2 separate regions of the Mus musculus genome follow, and region 2 is linked to region 1. Evidence: chromatin contacts called from public HiChIP or PLAC-seq data. All regions are on one chromosome and are shown on one strand. Each heading gives the region's core, a stretch centred on a gene start, on an enhancer-like site or on the middle of the called end of the contact. The rest is flanking DNA. Distances are from core to core; before and after follow the strand shown. Region 1 holds the start of Carlr (cardiac and apoptosis-related long non-coding RNA). Region 2 holds the start of Armc3 (armadillo repeat containing 3).

Evidence for each region. HiChIP or PLAC-seq counts read pairs in DNA pulled down with a chosen protein or histone mark.
Region 2: a contact with region 1 is called in an H3K4me3 HiChIP or PLAC-seq map of embryonic basal ganglia, with 3 times the contacts expected there. The contact joins the promoter of Armc3 here to the promoter of Carlr in region 1. A contact is called at or near these places in 9 of 39 promoter capture datasets (the 3T3-L1 cell line, the HPC-7 cell line, hematopoietic stem and progenitor cells and 5 more), 2 of 484 Hi-C or Micro-C datasets (bone marrow-derived macrophages and nephron progenitors), 2 of 115 datasets of contacts at active chromatin or transcription factors (embryonic basal ganglia and forebrain) and 1 of 9 other capture datasets (embryonic stem cells).

The regions. Positions count from the first base shown.
Region 1 is chr2:18,800,478-18,803,177 of GRCm38.p6, forward strand. Carlr (cardiac and apoptosis-related long non-coding RNA) reads right to left here and starts at 1,341. Exons shown (of 1, transcript NR_131254.1): 1 at 1-1,341.
Region 2 is chr2:19,197,738-19,200,437 of GRCm38.p6, forward strand. It overlaps Armc3 (armadillo repeat containing 3), which reads left to right and starts at 1,381. Exons shown (of 20, transcript NM_001081083.2): 1 at 1,381-1,620.

The DNA.
Region 1 (2,700 bases), core at 91-2,590:
CGGAATCCCACAAACCGTACATGAGCAAGTTCGAGGCCAGTGTGTGGGCTTGCAGGGCCATCCCTCAGCCAGGACAGCACTTAATCACCGTGTCCCCTGCGGCGTGACGTTAAGGCTGGGAGGAAAAGAAAATTCTCCCGGAATCTTCGTTACAAAATCGTTTCCTTTACTAGCCCTCAATCCTGGGAGTCAGGGACACTTAAAGGCACGGTTGGGGTCCTGAAGGAAGAGATGGGATCCGGACTGGAGATAGCCATCTCTCTTCGCAGCCCCTGAGACAGAGTCATTCGACCACCTTCTCTCCCGACTGACTTTCCTGCTCCGGTAATTAAGGGAGAAGCGCAGAGACAGATTCACCCCATTTCGCCCTTTCTCATTCCCAGTCATTGCGAAGCCCCTGGCCTGAAAGGCTCGGGTTCCTCTCCTGCGTGGCAAAGGCCCTCTCACTCCGAGAGCTATAAATATTAATAAGCTGCACGGCTCCGGGCTTAATTATCTTCTCTTAATTGTAGCTTAACCAAAAATCCAGCCTCCTGCTACTCGGGCCTCTCTAAATCGGGATTATTTAGTTTCCGTGTCTGGAGGCCCCTTCGGCTCAAAGTCTTCTGTGTTGTGCCGCCAAACCTGGAAACCATATGCTGCGTCTCTGCGCGGTTTAAAATCATCCTTAGAGCAATGACGCCTCTCCTTACACTGGATGCCTAGGTTCGGGGCAGTCTTCTGCTCCCTTTCCCTGAACCTGGTACTCCCTACTACCAAAGGATTCTGCCTCCATCTCTTTTCCCTAAGTCCCCAGTAGCCTATAGGGGTTTGTCAGATAAGGGTGGCCCTTGTGGGGCACGGAATTCGCCCAGCAAATGACGACATCTGACTCAAGGGAAGGGTCTCTTCATCCCCTCACCGGGAAAGCAGCCCACACCGCTCCACTGTGGCAGGCAGGCTCCCTTGGGATTACTTGATCGGGCTGCACTGGGACACCACCCTTGTCCCTACCTGCGCAGCCCGCTCCTTGCCAGGGCTCTTCCTGGTGCATCTAGAATTCGGTGTCAAGAAAGCTCCAAGCCTGGAGCTGAGGGCTCTGAGCTTTCTTCCCTGGGTCGCAGGTGGGAGGAGAGAGAGGTCGTGGTAGCTTGCAGTTCACTGTCCTTCCCGCGCTCGAGATCCACGATGCTGAAGCTTAAGCTTAGGTCCAAGGTCTTTGATTAACAAGCTGGACATCCAGTCCTGCACTGGTGGGCAATGCCCAGATCTTCTCTAGTTCAGTCCCCTGGCTATAGAGTGCGCCTGGCTTCTGCAGCGCAGTCTATGGTCCCTCTAGCACCTTAGCTCTGCGGTTTTTCCTCTACAGACTGGGGGGCGGGGGGAGCTTAGGAGGACCCTAATCACCAGCACCAGCGCCCAGCCTTGCTAATTCAGGGGAGGTCAGCAAACCACAGGGAACAGTATTCCTGATGTGTTTTAGGTCTGCTTTGTCCTGGTGCAGATTGATTTCTAAGGCACTGTCAAAGTCTATGAGAAGCAGCTGTAATTCAGTTGATTTTAGCTCCTGGGTACCCACAAACAGCTGCCTAAGGCGGATAGATTGTGTCTGTGCTCATGCGATCAGGATCATTTACAAATGTAACTGCTAAAGGGGCACAATAGCATGCATATTCATGTAATCCTAGCACTCTGGGTGAGACAGGAGGACTGCAAATTAGAGGACAGTCTGGGCTATGTAGACGCTGCTTCAAAAAAATGAAGCAAAATATTAAATATAATTGTATATTTACATGATAACCATTTGAGTTGCATCAAAAGAAATGTTCAAAACACTAAGAATTTAGGTAATATTCTCCAGTAGATAAATTAACACTGAATATATTTTAGTTAAAAATGCAGATCTGTCACAGAAGTCCAATTATAGGAAACTTTCACAATCTGAAAGATTAGTGGTCAAAGTGGCAGTCACTGGAGTTTCCCAAAGCCCAACCATCTACTGAAATCACCAGAAAGGAATCCACTTCAGATACTTCAGGACTCACTACAGTAGGTAGGTAGTTTCTGGTGGGGTTTTAGAGGCAAGATCAGTTTTACTTTTTGGCAAAACTAACATTTCCTATATAATTCACATAGATCAGTGGTTCTCAACCTCCCCTTTAATCCAGTTTCTCACAATGTGGTGACCCCAGCCGTAAAATTATTTTCGTTGCTACTTCATAACTGTAATTCTGCTACTGGTATTAATCATAATGTAAACATTTATGGAGATAGAGGTTTGCCCAAAGGGTTGAGAACCACTGACATAGCCTCTAGACCAGCAGCAAATATTTGGCCCAGGCCCAGAGCTGGGAAACCTGTCTTGGGTGGTTAGAAGAACTGCAGCAGACCAGCTTTGGCTTTGTCACTTCCTAGCTGTGCTACCACCCAACCTGAGGCCCCCAGAATGGGAAAGAGGCTAAATGATGAGCAGGAGCCTGACTGAGCATAGAGCAAGACAGATGTGGGTGGAGCAAGACAGATGTGGGTGGAGCAAGACAGATGTGGGCGGAGCAAGACAGATGTGGGGGCAGTTGATGGGCATTTGGGCAGGCAGGCAGGTTTAAAAAAATTACTATCCCGCACTTTGCCACTTTTCAGATGCTCAGTACCAATGTCAAGTGACCCAGAGCAACAGTATGAGAATGCGCCTCAGCGTCCTCTGAAGGGGTTCTGGGCTCC
Region 2 (2,700 bases), core at 131-2,630, 400 kb after region 1:
TTTAAGACATGTGTATGATGTACTAGCGCAGGACATGCCTATAAAAGTCAAACCGATCTCACTACACGTCTGTCTTTGCCATTTACTAGAAAAGTGACTTTATGCCAACTACTTAGCTCATACCTCATAAAATTAGGGTGGGGCTTATATGACTCGCGTTAAAAGCTCATAACTCTCTGGCTTAGAATAAGTGTTCACCAAATGTCCATTTAGAAATGGCCTAGGTGGGAGAGCATGCATACTAGTACACAGTCAAACATACACCCACACGCACACATGCGCACACACAGTTTATAATGTCATAGGAAAACACTGGGACTAGCACACATGTAAGTTAGAGCAATGGTATAAAATAAGGAATGCTTTGTGGGCCTGGAGGAGCGAGACTTTCTGGAGGAAATCTTGACGATAGATATGAAAAATGAGCAATGGTTTTTGGACCAATTAAGGGAGTAAAGGGCAGAAAATGTCACTGTGTACTTGAGAAATTATTATATTTATATACATATAGGGGGCTGGAAAAAGGAAGATAATGAATTGCGTTAGTTAAGATATTAGTCAAAGTTTAACCAAAATATAGAAATCACGTGATATATTTGCCCACAAATACTTTGATAGAAATAGTTGTTAAACATGTAAAAATCTGCTTGTTAGGTGATTAAGATGGCAGGAAGAGGAAAGTCACAACTGTGAACAACAGAAGTTGGAAAGGTCACAACTGTGAGATGCATCCGGCCCTGTTAGGGCCGAGAGAACAGAGAGCAGGTGGGACAGGAGTCTGCAAAGTGTAAGGGGTGGAGAGATGGACCCCTAAAGGAAACTGACGGGCTCTTTCTGGTGACTGCACCAGCCCAGCTTGATAAGTAGAAATGAAGGAAGAGTCGGCCTGGAAGATAAACAGTGCCCAGGAGAGCACAGCTGGGAAAGGAAATGGGGATTTGGAATGAGAAGCTGGGGGAGGGGGTGAGGTAGAAGAGACTGGAAATAAGGCAGCGGGGGGTGGGGGGTGGCATCAAACAGGCAAACAGTTTGGGGACAATGCCTTTTCCTAAGAAAATTACAAACATTCGAGCAATAGAGGGACAAGACCAGAACAATTATTTCCGGGGGACTGGGAAGGGGGAAGGGGGAGAGGGATGGGGCGGTGTACATCTATGGTGTAGAGGAAAAACCGGGAGGAGAAACTAGAGTCATTAGCTGCGATGACCTGGAATGTGGTGGCAGTAAGAACATGAGAAAGATCTAGTAAGGGAAGGAGCCAATTAACTGATGGCTTCTTTACTGAGAGGATGGCTAGGGGGCAGAGGGCGAGAGAGCAAACAGGATCGTCTTTATTTGGGCCGTTGGAAAGAATATCTGAAGACGAGGAAGGGAGGGAGAGGAGGAGATTTTGAGCCTTGTTAGACTTGCCATGGCACGATTGTGGTTCCTGCAGGATTGATTGATCGATCACTTTGGAGCTGGACAAAGGGAGCCTTGGGGCTAAGAACTAATTCCGGGCAGAGCACGCATGCGCAGCCCAGCGTCGCCTAGCAACAAACATCAACACAGACCCTCAGAGGCCAGTGGAGTTTGCCACATGTACAGAGCCACTGCTTCTTGAGACTTGACTCCGCGCAGGTAAACGACAGGCACGGATGCACACCTGTCCCGAGGGTTGGAGAGGCCAAGGACTAGAAGACAGGGCAAACTGTAGCGTTCAGTGCACAGGTGGGGACCGTTGGGACAAAGGAACAGTACACCAGACAAACTGTCCCAGACCTGCACCCGCAGTTACGAGGTCACTTAACGGAGCAAACCTGGAGCTCTAAGAGCGATTTGAGGAGCTAAGATCCAGTCACTTGACTGTAAGCGATTCTTGAAGTAGGACCTTACCTGCTTCAGCCCTCCACTGCGGCTTTAGTTCTGCTTAAAGGCAGCTTCTGCCTTAGCGACTACCTAAAGCTCAGAGACTGAGAGGGCTGCAGGAGAGAATGGGGAAACAAATAACAAATAGGGCAAATGTGGCTATGAAACGTATTCATTTAAGCCACACCCATTGTCATAATCAGTACAATGAACCTGGTACCTATTCATCCCGCTATCTTTTAGCTGTTTCCAAAAAAAAAAAAAAAGGTAGGTGGGTGAATTTTGTGTATATCCAAAGACGTTCGTTGCAGCCTTGGCCATAATTCCAGAAAACTGGAAATGGATGCTAGATGAGTAATGAACTTGAAAAAACATTATTTAAATGATATGCTGACCAATGGAGAATAAATGGAAATGGAAAGGTTTTGAACTTGCCCTTTAATAATTTCTTAGGAAAATGGTCCCAGGTAAGGAAATTGACAATCGGCAATACAATTTAGGCAAGATGGTAAAACAAAAACAAAAACAAAAACAAAACAAACAAAAACCAAAACAACAACAACAAAAACAAAAACCCACTTATCTTTGGTAAATTTTACTTTGTTCATTGTGTCTATGGCAAATTGCTCCCACTTATACCAGAGGATTACATCTAAGCCCCTGAACAGCCATCCTACACCCAATATAGTGGTAAAATCCAGCCGCCTCTAACTTTGGAGCATTGCCCAGGACCCATCCATGTTTGCAATGCTGTGTGTATTTATTCTCTGCACTGTTCATTATTCAACTGTTCAAAACATCATCCAGGAATAGAAGACATTAGTCTGAGGACAACTGAGATAACTCCACATA